Linked DNA regions of Zea mays: all the other regions are linked to region 2. The links are chromatin contacts, called in public Hi-C maps. All regions are on one chromosome and are shown on one strand. The core of a region is the stretch at or near the end of the contact, and the rest is flanking DNA. Distances in the headings are between cores, read along the strand shown.

The links. Hi-C and Micro-C count contacts between places; a contact is called where the count stands out from the background.
Region 1: a Hi-C map of tassel shows a contact between it and region 2, with 2.3 times the contacts expected there. The contact joins the promoter of LOC100217281 here to the enhancer-like site in region 2. A contact is called at or near these places in 2 of 25 Hi-C or Micro-C datasets (endosperm and tassel).
Region 3: a Hi-C map of ear shows a contact between it and region 2, with 2.0 times the contacts expected there. The contact joins two enhancer-like sites. A contact is called at or near these places in 3 of 25 Hi-C or Micro-C datasets (bundle sheath, ear and endosperm).

The regions. Positions count from the first base shown.
Region 1 is chr3:121,287,001-121,291,522 of Zm-B73-REFERENCE-NAM-5.0, forward strand. LOC100217281 (Protein tesmin/TSO1-like CXC 4) reads right to left here and starts at 2,065. Exons shown (of 6, transcript NM_001143632.1): 1 at 1,765-2,065; 2 at 1,534-1,599; 3 at 140-290; 4 at 1-53. The coding sequence starts at 1,967. It overlaps LOC100216775, which reads right to left. Exons shown (of 11, transcript NM_001317372.1): 9 at 4,125-4,290; 10 at 3,615-4,023; 11 at 2,913-3,527. The coding sequence ends at 3,636.
Region 2 is chr3:121,768,228-121,772,488 of Zm-B73-REFERENCE-NAM-5.0, forward strand. No RefSeq gene overlaps it. Among protein-coding and RNA genes, the nearest start is that of LOC103652148, 110 kb to the left of the region's middle. Within about 2 kb of position 1,509, at least 18 of the 20 cell types and tissues checked have an H3K27ac peak or open chromatin away from gene starts, as enhancers often do. A contact at or near this core is called in bundle sheath, ear and tassel, where this site is marked.
Region 3 is chr3:122,032,626-122,037,031 of Zm-B73-REFERENCE-NAM-5.0, forward strand. No RefSeq gene overlaps it. Among protein-coding and RNA genes, the nearest start is that of LOC103650483, 11 kb to the right of the region's middle. Within about 2 kb of position 1,351, at least 16 of the 20 cell types and tissues checked have an H3K27ac peak or open chromatin away from gene starts, as enhancers often do. A contact at or near this core is called in bundle sheath and ear, where this site is marked.

The DNA of each region.
Region 1 (4,522 bases), core at 815-3,314, 480 kb before region 2:
TTGCAGGTGCATTTTCTTCTAATAAGATCCATAGGGGACCTTATGAGTTGTTCCTGATGACAATAAATAGCAGGATCACCCAAAAAATTGAAAAAGTTCAAATAGATATAGATAAGGTGACGTAAGAAGAAATTCATACCACTATTTCTTGACCAGCCTCCAATGTTTGGACAGGTTTCAGAGGTAAAACTGGTGCAGTCCATGGAGCACCTTGAGGTGGCTTGTTATGACAAGGTTCGCATCCACATAATTCAGTACAATGTGACCCGGAAGCATAGCACACGCAATAACTGTTACAGAACAACACAGATAATGAATTATACACAGAAGAGAACTTAAATTAGCAAGAAAAAAACACAAAGGCACAAGCACACATGCTCAGGTGCGGAGATTGCATGCCTGCGTAGGACCACATGTGTGTGCATAAACCAGCGCAGTTGGTTTAGCACAGTGTTTACAACTCAACCAATTAATCACAGTTAGTCCATGATTCATCAACATATCAGTAATTGGATTTGATCAGGTACAGTGACTAGATATCATATATCAGCCGGTAGGCTAATCGTAGTCACAATTAGTTTGCCAAGTCTGGGCGGCAGACTTGCAGCCAGTAGCTTGAACTTGGCAATTTTGTCCCAGTAGTATTTGAGCCCATTAGAAATCAGCTTATACATGTACACACACATTGCAGTTTCTATCCCATGCTCTGCAAGATGTTAATGCCCTCAGCACATGAGTTAACTGGGTTTACAATCAGGTACAACTAACCAGCTCGGCAGTAGGCAGCATGAGCCAACAGGACACCAGACTAATCATTCCTGTAGGCTGTAGCAGTGTAGCTGACTATTTGGCTAGTGATCAAGTGCCCAGGCAACTCAACCTGACTTTATAACTTGAAAACATCGGTTCAGTGTTCACCTTTATTGCCATAATTGCATTTATGTGGAACCCTCATCAGCAAACTTAGCTCCCTCCACAGGACGAGCGGTACACAGCATTACATCCAAATAGGCAGATCACGGACACACCGGGAAATGCAGCAGCCTGTTCTTCCGCCGTGCAAGTGCAGCCTTGCAGTAGGATATAGTAAACCTAGAAGCACTGGTCAACTTGGAACCAACAATGGAACCGGCCTCTTCTCATTAATGTACATCCAGTTACGAGCGGGGGTTACTGGGAGCTCAATAAAACCGCGGCATTTTGCTACTAGGCGGTGTGAGATTGACGAAACAAAGAAAAAAAGAAAAAAGTACCGTACATTTGAAACATGCAAGACTAATCAGATTAAACCTAAAACATCTGCCTAGAAACAGCACTGGATTCGTCAGCGACAGCAAACCGAATCAGCACCGAACCAAAAACGGTACAGACATCCTAGGCGCACACTGACGACGACATGTGGGAGTGAAGAGCTCGTTTTCTTCTCTAGCCACACCTCATCCCACGGTGGCACGTACACTGCGCGGGGGGGCTCGAACGGAGCAATGGAGAAGGCAGTGCAGTGCAGGCCAGGGGCGAAAGGGGTAAACTTACAGCTTGAGGCACCTGGACTTCTTGCAGCTGCAGGCCTTGCACCCGTCCCCGTCGTCCGCCTTCCTCCTGATCCACATCCACCCACCCAGCAAAGAGGGAAAAAAAACAGAGGGACGGAGGGAGAGAGTGTAAGCGGGAGCGGATCGCACGCAGCGAAACGAAAGAGGAGACCGGGCGCGCGGCCGAAACAGTGCGGGAAAGGGAGAGAGAAGAGGGAGGAGGCGCACGGACCTCCTCTTCCTGTCGGAGTTGCCGTTCGCCTCCGCCGGCGCTGGCGGCGATACGGCCGCGGAGGCGGTGGGCGCGGCAGCCTCGGCGGCTGGAGTCGGGGCGGAGGCGGGAGGCGGAGGCGGAGGCGGAGGCGGGGAGAGGTGCGCGTCGTCGGGCTCCGGCCACGGTTGATTCGTCGCCCCCGCCCCCACATCCGCGTCCATCGGAACGGGCGCCGCCGCTTGCGGCGCCCCGATCGGCGGCGTGGGGCTCGCCGTGGCGACAAAGCGAAGGCGAGCGCGAGAGGTGCGGACTGCGGGAGTCGGAACTCGAGAGGGGCACGGTGCTACGGCCGCACGAGGAGGAAAGGAAAGCCAACTAGTGAGATGAAATGGGGGTTAGGGGCTTTGAGATTCGCGCTCGCTGCTGGGACGGCCCCGATCGCTGTTGGATCCTCTGGTTCGGTTTCGACCAGGGTTTCTCTCTGGCCTGTTCGCTCTACTGAGGGCATGTACAGTGGTGTTTAATGTGGGGGCTCTTAAGGTGTTTTAGGGGGTTATTTGCAAAAAAATGTTAGAGCCGTCTCTCCGTGAAGAGACGCCTCTGGCTCGTAAACCAAGTAACAACAGACGTCTCACTTCCCACTGTACGAATTTGTCGTCTGTTCTATCTATCTGATGCTATACAAATACATTTAATTCTGTATTTATTAATAGACTACGTTTATAGACACTCCATTGTACAATATAGTCTCTTAGTTGTCTCCTGTGCTTGGAGAACCGTTTTGGTGTCTCTCCACTGTACATGCCCTAATCAGTTGGCTTCAATCTAAACCGTATGCTCATATCAATTCCCACAAATCTATGAACAAATCTATGCGTGTGGCGAAACGAATCCATGAGTGTGGATAGCCAATAGTGTTGCATTCAGGTTACCGCCAAGGCGCATGTCGTTATCGATGAGTGCCGTTAGCCATGGATTCTATCGCTAGCTGGAATTGGGGCGTGAGTATATATGGTGGTGGCTGCCAACAAATTGCCAAGGAATTGGGTCCAGGCTTTCATCTGATTCTTTGCTCAGTTTATTAGGAGCATGGACGATGTTTTTACAGCGAAAAAGGATGTGTTCTTCTGAATTTGCATCGCACATCACAATTCACAAATACCATATTTTGCACTCAGTTAACACACCGCAGATGATCAATACCATAAAAGCATTGCCAGTTCATACACGGAGATTTTACAAGTTCGCACGCACACAAACAAAATCATTCCCACTCCCTAAACCATCTTCAAATTCATCAACCACTTGTTCTGAACAAACGCCGTCAACAGTTGCACGACTACAGTTACCAAGCACGCACAAGAGAATGCATCTCAAGAGCCCTGCTATATCATGCCATATCCTATAGTGATCAAAGTTCTAGCTTAAATAAAAGTCTTGCAGTTTAACCTCAGACAAATATAAGTCTTAACAGTTCTGTCATCTGGTACATGCGAGATTCACATCTTGATCCCAGATACATACAAGTCCTCAGATTCTTCGGTCTCCGGAACAAAATAATGAACATAAATTATAGACAGACAGCCACAGGGAACACACGGAGCCAAGAGATAATTTACCAGCAAACCAAATGCCATTGGTTGTTCTAGGGAGGCAGAATTTTGCCAGCACGCGGCAGATTATTATAGCAGTACATAAATAATCATTGATCGAGAGAGATAGAAATGATGAAAGGAAAGTCGCTTGGCTGTCCACTATCAGATGGTATGGTAGAAATAAACCTGATGAGTTGAGACAGGGAAAGGAAAGGATTAACATCTCAACAAGAAGCAACGGTAATAACAGAAAACAGAGGCAAGGAAGTTTACCAGTGACAAAATATGGTAAATTCAAGGGGCTGGCAACTTGGTTTCTGGATCCTCATTGTTTACATCACCGCCAAGGGAAGGGAAAGAAGGAATGGACTTTAAAATCAGCTTCCTGCCACTCCTACAGATTGGAGATAGCCCGGTACCCATTCGCAGGGGAGAGATTCGCTTCTTGTTTGGTGACACCACTTTAACAGAAGTTTGAGGAGATGAATTTCCCTTGAGGATATCCGATGTGCTATCACCAAGGACCATTTCCGCGTAGTTTTCGAATGGGGAGAGCATAGTGTCGGTCTTCGGAGGAGCTTGTAAGTTGCACAACCGCGAAGGATGTCCAGTGAGTTTTGTTGAAGATCGTGGTTTTTTGGAGCTTTTCTTGGAGCTTGGGGGTGGACGACAAGCCAAGGGTCTGGGAAGAGCAAGATGCATTAAGATTCAGTATATTACATTGCATAAGAGGCAGGATTCGCAGTAACATATGTGTATCGTGCAAAAATACAGCATACAAACCTGCACTGCACCATGGAAGGTGTGGTCAGTACATTTTCAGCAGGAGCATCATCAGGAGTTTGGTAGACAACAAGCTGTTTCTCGATTTCACTTTTCTCTTCTTTCACACAAACATCCTTTTCTTCCAATCCCTGCTTAGGTTCCTCTATGCTTAACACGGCAGCCCCTTGAATAAGATTTCAAAAAAAAAACTTTAGAGAAATAGTAGTTTTTTATGGATAGCAGAATGTAAGACATGGTTAGTTACTGAGACAAATTGAAATAGCTAAGCTAACCATAGACTATTACTTCATATAATAACCCAAAGTTCAGATCTAGTATTGTATAGGGCACCCTTTCAGAATGATATAGCTAAATGTAAGCAGCTTGCTTTAAACCAACCAAACATCATAGATCAT
Region 2 (4,261 bases), core at 259-2,758:
TACTTCAAACATTTACTAAATAAATAAAATAATTAAAATAGATATATATCTAGTGCATCATGTTGGAGTGTAATTGTGTGTGCATAAATTAGTAGTAAAGAAATCTATAGAAAGACATCAATGTTCAAATTTGGAATTCTAGAATTAGAGTTTAGAGAAGAGAGGAAAATGTTATACAAAATAAAGAAATATGTATAAAAATAATTGGACCTTCCAAATTATTAGGCTCAAATTGTACATTTAAAATGAATATAAATTCACATTTAAAAACTGGATTCAAATTTGAATTCTAGAAATTAAAAGAAAAGGAAAAGCAAGAGGAAAATAAAAAAAAGAAAAAGGAAAAACCTGCAGCTGGGCCAACTTCACCCATTTCGGCCCAACCTCCTTCCCTCCCCACGCCGGCCCGCTTCCAATCCCCCCGCACACGCCTCCACCGCGGCAAGCCCTAGCCGCCAGCCTCACTCCTCTCAGTCACATGCGCACATACCGCTGTACGGTGGGACCCGCGCTCCAGCGCTCAGCCGTTCACCTACGTCGCTGACTCGTGGGGTCCGCTCGGTCATTCACTCTTGCCACACACTTTGACTGACGCGTGGGACCTCTCAATCGGATCGTTCTTCTCCGAACCCGCTGCTGAGAACTCCACCGGTGCCTGAGCTCGCAGCCAGGGCAATCCTAGCAACAACCCCACAACGAACTCCAATTTTCTCGGCCACCGGTCTCTTTCCTCCTTGTTCCACGCTCGCGCCCGGTTCTTCCTCTCGCACGTGGCTGCGCCCGTGTGCTGCGCGCGCGCGGAATCCGCGGGTGCCTGACCACGTTAGATAATCGGGTTCCGCCCGAGGGAAGCGGCTAGGTAGTTGCAACCTACTCGGTGCACATGGGAGGTATCCAGGAGCATAAGTACCGGGTTCTCGCGACGCATGGAGTGATTAGAGCAAATAGAAACAGAGGGATTAGCCGCCGGGCAGAGAGTGCCTCGAAGGGCGGAAGAGGGCGTGCTTCCATTGTCAAACCCACGGCGGGGAGTGCCCGACATTTTCTTGCTTGAACCGGACGGTCAAATTTGGGGGTCGCGGTGCCAGGGCAGCAGTCGAGCGCCATTAGATTTCTCGCCGGAGTTGGCGGATCACGGTCGCGTCCTCCATTGCCGTCACCGGGGGTCTCGTCGCAGGAAAACTTCGGTAAGACCTCACTCCTGGGCTTCGTCACCCTCCCTGTTGCAAGTAGACTCTAGTAGGATAGAACTTGGTGGACCATGGTGCTTGGCTTGGTACTCCCACGGGTCATGCCGCCACGGGTACTGGGCGCCGCCGTGTCCGGCCTCGGGTGAGAGAAGAAATACCAGCACTGTAGATCTTTAATAGAGTGGCTAAGATTAGATCCATGGTTGGGGATGCCTCGGTCGTCTGTTTTCGGATGGACGGTTGTGGTCTCACGCGGGGTAATGGCTCGGGTGAGCAGTGCTGGAACGTCAAATCGGGATCGGACGGTCCTAATGGCATACCGGTCTGGTTGGGCTTGGATCTAATCTGGTCCACGGGGAGTGTATCGAACGGTTGTGAATCGCTCCATACCTCTTCGCCATGCCATTTCACTAAAGAGCCCCTGGAAATTTTAATTATCAACTCACGGTCCTCTCGCGCTACTCACTGAGTCTTAGAGTTTTTGCGTCCCAGCCCCTGGGTTCTCTGTTTATCATGCGTGGAAACCAGGGTACTATCAAATCAGAGAAAGGGATTTAGAATTGGATTTTTAATAGAGAAATAATTGCTAGAATTTGATTAATTCATACAAAATGCATACTTAGTCCAAATCGACCCATTTCAGTCTCTATAATTTTGTAATATTGTTGTTTATCACCCTATGTCTCTGTTTTTACATGAAAATGGTATTAAAATTTATTTCCTAATTAATCCTATATCAAATACATAAAACCCTTGGAAATTCATAACGTCTTCGTTTTAATTACGATTCGATCCGTTCAAGTTGCGTTAGTCTCGTATAAATATTTACTATGCAATAACAACATTTATTATACCATGACTCATTATTTTATAATTAGGTCTTTATTTAACCCATGTGGTTAGTCTTGTTAATCTACTTACCATTATAATATACTAAAATATGAACTAAGGTCAATTTATAATTTGGATTAAAGTGTAGATAGTTATTTAGAGAATAATCTCTCATATGATTTGTATTAACCAATTTATAATATAGTTTAACAGTGTAATCACATAAATCCTCCATGAAATCATAACTCCTTAATCATAACTCCGATTTTAGTGGTTCTCGATCCCACGATCCCGTAGAAACGCGTAAATTATTATTGTGCACTTTATTCTTATGTTTGGTGTGATGTTAATTCTGTCTATACCATGTCTATTTGTATTGCCACAACTAGCGCGAGGTTACGAGGATCTGAAGAATCACCCTGGTAACTGGAATCTCAAGTGCCAGGCAAGTTGTGCCCTTGATCCACTTTTGTTACCCAATAATATTCTTTATTATCATTATTCAATGCATATGTTTAATTTTGATGGGACCCAATAGGTCACCCTAGTCTGTTTATCATTTTTACCTTGTTTACCCCTGAATCACATGGGTAGTTTTTGCTATTGCTTTATATGGTTTTGGGATTAATACTACATTATGTCCATGTTCCAATTATTATGTTATTTTATTTATGTTCATGTCAAGATCATTATATTATTGTTAATTGGAACATGGAGCTTAACTTGAGAAACACGTGCCACCACAAGGGAGGAATGAGACCCCTTGTTAATGTTGGGGACTTGTTCTCAAATGCTATGAGTTAAGAACAAGGCAACACAAAAAGAGGTTAATGGTTAATGCCCTTCGTCCTTCGAAGCATTATTTCCATTAGGATATAAGGATCTTCGGACGAAGGTCATGAAGGACGTACCTTCATCATCACAGTATATGTTAATGAAAGAAGAAGCATATGAAGCATGAGAAATAACATGAATAATCATATGATATCATTAATATATCTTTATTATATCATCATAGATGAATAAGAACAATATTGAATTACATTTGTACCTTCGGCTTGATAGAAGACAAAAGTCCAAGCGTGACGCACGAGCGAATACAAGCCAGCGTGAACGGTACGGGGGTACGGTTCACCTATTTATAGGCACGGGACGTAGCCCGGTCAAAATTACATTTATGTCCTCGACAACTAGTTACAATCATGACACAAATTATCGTGGACCGATTGGTCTTTTCCTCTTTAAGTCGGTGTAGCTCTTCGTCTCAAGGCATGTCACTATGCCGAAGCTCCCTGGATGGTAGCTTCGGCATGTACCTTCGTGCTGTATTTGCTTATGTGCTGATCTTCCAAAGGTGTTTCTTCTTAAAAGACCTTCGGCGATGAAGCAGGTCCCCAACAGTAGCCCCTTCGTGGTGCTAGATTATTTTCATAACGAGCTTGATCCGTGAAAAATCTTCAAGGCTTCGGAATGCCGAAGGTCCGAAAAACACCTTCCCTGAGCTCGTTGCCGAGAAACGATTAAAGTATTCCGGGTGCGAGGTGGCCCACCACGCAGCGGGTAATGGTCCACCATTTAGCGGGTGCGGGTGAATGTTCGGCGGGTGCGGGCGACTTGGCGATTGACCTTCCCACCTGCTGCACTATATAAACAGACATGTAGGTGTGAAGTTACCACAACATTCATTGTCATTGCACTGTTGTGCTGTTGAAAAATTTAAGCATAGCCAAAGCTTTTTCACCGCATTCTTGAGCGAATCATCACTTTGAATTAGCTTCGTAAAAAAGGGAGCTTCGTCAAAACTATAAAAAACATCAGCTTCGTAAAAATCGCAAAGGATTCATCACCAGATGGCTAGAGTACGCTCGACCGCGAGGGTGACCCGTGAAGGAGAGGAGACTGAAGCCACCGAGACAGCCCCGATCTCCGAGGTCATGATACAATCAGGCTTAGTTGTGACGGAGGGAGTCTTTGAAGAAGGTGCACCTGCTGCCGAAGCTGAACAAGCTGATGTTGAGGAAGAAAACGCTGATGAAGAAGAAGAGGATTATAACATTCTAACCCCGTCAAAACCCAGCCACTTGGATTTTGAAAAATCTACTGTGTCTGAAGCCGACATGCCCATGATGATGAAGCTGGGTTACTTCGGAGAAGCTAAAAAGAAGCTTATTCGTTTTGCCGGAGAAGAAACCACTCTAGAGCTGAAGGACGACGAAATAGTGGTTTTCAAAAGCTTTTTC
Region 3 (4,406 bases), core at 101-2,600, 260 kb after region 2:
CATATATGAGATCTGACCCAACCAATAGAGTCATGATGAAATGTATAATCTATCTATCCCCGCCTAACATCAAACAAACTTTTGACCTATATCATGTAGTCCATCTCACCCATAACTATTTCAACCATATGCCCCAACTCTGCTGATATACATTAACCTCGAATCAATGAGACCAAGACCGAAGAAGAAAAGATCAACCTCAACAAGGAAGGAGATAACAGTCAAAGCGAATCTCGAGACGAATCAAGACTTAAACCTTTCGGACGAAGTCTTTCCTTGCCATAATATTTATTACATCAACCTGTCTAGCTTATGTCCTACATAATAAGTAGTTGGATACCTATGCTCTCCTAATCACCCACTATTGACTATAAAAAACGAGACTCTGGATTTTTGAACCAATTATAGACTAAAAGCCGAATTACAAACCAATCCTTATGTATCCCTTTTCATACAAATATCGAGGACGAGATTTCTGTTAAAGGGGGTAGGATTTGTAAAGCCCAAAAAATTGTATAAAAAATAAATAAAATAAATGAATAAAGAAATAAATAGTAAAGTGAGATATCTCAAATTATACTTGAACTTTGAATTTTGAGGACTGAATTTCGAAACCAAGAATTAATGAAGAGAAAGAAGTAATAGAAAGTTTTTCTATCCAACTAAGAGATTACTCATTTCATTAAAATGAAAAACTATAAGCATTTATTTAAATGGTTATTGATATATAAGGATAGTATTAAATTTAGATGACTCAAATCTAGACGGAACTTTTAAATTTAATTTAAACTCAGAAAAAATTAATGAATTGGAGAATTTCCTATTTATTTGAGTAAATACCCCTTTATCAATATTATATTGAGAGGCATTAAGTAAAGTAAGAAGTAAATAGACTTTACACTCATGCTTGGAGTTTTTGTTTGTGCATTTAACAATAACACTAATAAAAGTATAATAATGAGTCAAAGGTTTGGGATAAAACCTAAATTTGAAGTTTGAAATTCAAAAGTGGAAAAAGGGGGAAGAAATATTATAAAACCCAAAATAAATCCATAATTAACTAAATTCATTCTACTGATATGTTCAAGATGAAAATTTAATTTGAGTACAAATTTTGCTGTGAGGTTTGAATTCAAATTCTAGATTTGGAAATAAAAGGAAAACAAAAGAAAACAGAAAAATATTAAAAAGAAAAGAGCCTATCAGCTTTTTGGGCCAAAACTATTTTCCTGGCCCAATATCACGCACCCGCTGGCCCAGCCAAATCCCACCGCGGCCCACCTACCACCATGTAGACGGCCTAGGATACCCACTCCGCGCCCGCGCACCGTGTGTCGCTGCCGTGTAGGCCACTCGCGCCAGCCTCTCACCTCACGCGCCACTCACACCACTGACTGGTGGGCCACCCCGGTCAGCTCCTCCTTCTTCGTTGGCCGTTTGCAACAGATGTCGCGTGCATCTCGCGCTCCTCCGACCGATTCTTCACCCCCAAAATCGGAATCGGCCCATTCGATCTCACGCAGCTCATCCACACACGCTGTTGGTGACGCGCACCTCTTCCCTTGGGTCATCAACGATTGGGGCCACATGTCGGGTCCCTCCTGATCGTCATCTTCGGATCGGAGATAGCACCGACAACCTCGTAACAAACCCAGTGCGCCAGGGAAATCTCATGTGGTCGTTGCATGCCAAGTTCGCCTTCTCGCGCCTATATCATCGGGCCACCTGTTCCTCCTCCTCGTCTCGTGGGATCGCAACCGGAGCCACCATCTACCGGGAGGAGAGCGCCGTCGCCGCCGTATCTTGACCTCGACGTCAATTCTCGTCAGTCAAGCCATGTGGTTCTCTGCGAGTGGTCTGGAAGCATTGCATGGAGGTATGGAGTTATGACGAGATGCTTCCCGACTGGATGATCGGTCAGAGCTCGCCGAATTTCTCGTCGTTACTTAACTTCATCAACCATCTACAGCACGTCGTGGCCGTGAGAAACTACCTTGTGAATCCCGTGAGAGCCTTTCCCGCAGCTTCCTCATGTCCCCAATTCGGTATAACCATATTTCGAATAGGAAATAGCATTCTTAGGCGGGCTGGCCGCTGTTCCAGCCATGGCGCCGCCACGAGTAAGCCTGTGTTGCCACTCTAGGTTATCGGGTGGGGGAAGAGAGTGATCTTGTTGTTGAATACGTGATGAACGACCGGGATTAGAGTGTGGGGTATAGCTGCGGTGTGAACAATTTGGTCGTTGGATGCGATCTGTTCGATTCCTATTAGATCTCAATTCATAAAACTCTGATCGTCGATCTTTAATCTGACGGACGTAGCTTCATACCGGTTCAGTATTGATGGCTTCTAGTCTGTGTCGTCCGTAGTGGATCGGGCGGCCGAGAGTTAACCATAACCCTTCGTCGTGGTAATGTTGCTAAAGAGCCCTCGGGGTTCTTCATAATAAACTTGTGGTCCATCGCGGGGAAGTTATGAGTCTTGGAAATATTTACGTAGTAAACCCTGTGCTTATCTGTTTTATGCGCATAGTCCAGAGAACAGAGAAATTAGATAATAAATTTTAGAAAATGATTTTTAGAACAAAAACAATACTAGAAACTTGTATAATTCATAGAAAATTCATATTAAGTCCAAATTGATCCTTTCCAATTTCTATATTTTTGTAATATTAGTGTTTATCAACTAGTGTCTCTGTTTTGACATGAAAACCATATTAAAATTAATCTCCTAATTAATCTTGTACCTAGCACCTATAACTTTGAAAATTCATAACTTCCCCATTTTGACTCCGAATCAATCCGTTCAAGTTGCATTAGCTTCATATAAATATCTACTACGCAATAGAAACATTGATTATATGATATCCCATACTTTTATAATTAGGTAACTAATTTGACTAATCTATGTTTTCTCGATCAGATTATCCTAATATTAATATTAATATAGTATCCTGATCTTATGGCTATCTTTGGCCTAAAAGATAATTTATAATCAAGTAATGACTTAGATTAAAGTTGATTTAATTATTTGTAAGATACTCTCTCATATGATGTATACTAATCAATTTACAATATTGTTTAATCGTTAATTCACATTTATCTTCCATAAATCATAACTCCTTAACCGGAACTCCGAATTTAGTGATTCTCATTCCCACGGTCTCGTTACGATGCATAGATTATTATTATGTAGTTTGTTCTTATGTTTGGCATGATGTTAATTTTGTATATACCATGTTTGTTGTATTGCTACGACTAGCAATGAGGTCATGAGAATCTGAAGATCATCCTGGTACCTAGAATCTCAAGTCCTAGGCAAGTTGTGCCCTTGATCACTTTTATTTACCCAATAATGTTCTTTATAATCATTTTATCATGTATAGACTTAATTTTGATGGGACCCAATAGGTCACCCTAGTCTGATTATCTTTATACCTTGTTTACCCCTGACCTATTTGGGTAGTTTTTGCTATTGCTCTATATGGTTTTGGATTAATATTACATTATCTTCATATTCCAATTATACTGTTATTTTATTTATGTTCATGTCAAGATCATTATTTTTAATTGGAACATGGAGCTTAACTTGATAAACACGTGCCACCACAAGGGTGGAATGGGACGCCATTGGCTGACTAATTAGGAAAGCTAGTGGAAGACTACCTTACCCAAAAGGGGCAAGGGCAGTAGGGGAGTAGGCGTGTAGGGAGGTTCCCGGGTTGATTTTGCTGCGATGGCAGTCAGACGGGGGATTCCTACATTGCTCTTCCTGGAAACTGTAGCGGGTTTTCAGAAGCTAGTGGAACTTTGTAAAGGCCTCGTAGTGGATCCCTAGCCATTCACCTCGGAAGTGTTTAAGGGTCTAGCTAACCCTGGCGACAAGGGATACACGACTTGTGGGTACAGGGTACAACCTCTTCAGAGTGTAAAACTGGTATACTAGTCGTGCTCGCGGTCATGAGCAGCTCAGGACTCATGCATGATTAAATTATAGAACTAAATTCACTTTGTCATTTGCATTGCATGGGATTTATTATTAATTTTGTTCTATTATTATTATGGTTTGATATATACTTACACTTAGTAACTGCTAATAAAATTTTGACCAACTTTAAAAGCAATGCTCCGCTTTAACCCTTCTCTTTGGTAAGCCTTACACTTCATGAGCTCCCACCTTTGGCGAGTTTAGACACATTATTCCCCACAACTTGTTGAGTTATGATCTTTTGTGAGCTCACCCTTGTTGTCTGACACCCCCCCACATGTCAAGAACAGGTACCACTGGATGAGGCGCATCGAGGATGCTGCGATGTATTCGTGAGAGGTCTAGGTCGTCGTCTCCCAGTCAACTTCGGGGTGCTGGATCATTGTCTCCTTTTGATGTAATTATTTAATAAAGTTGTG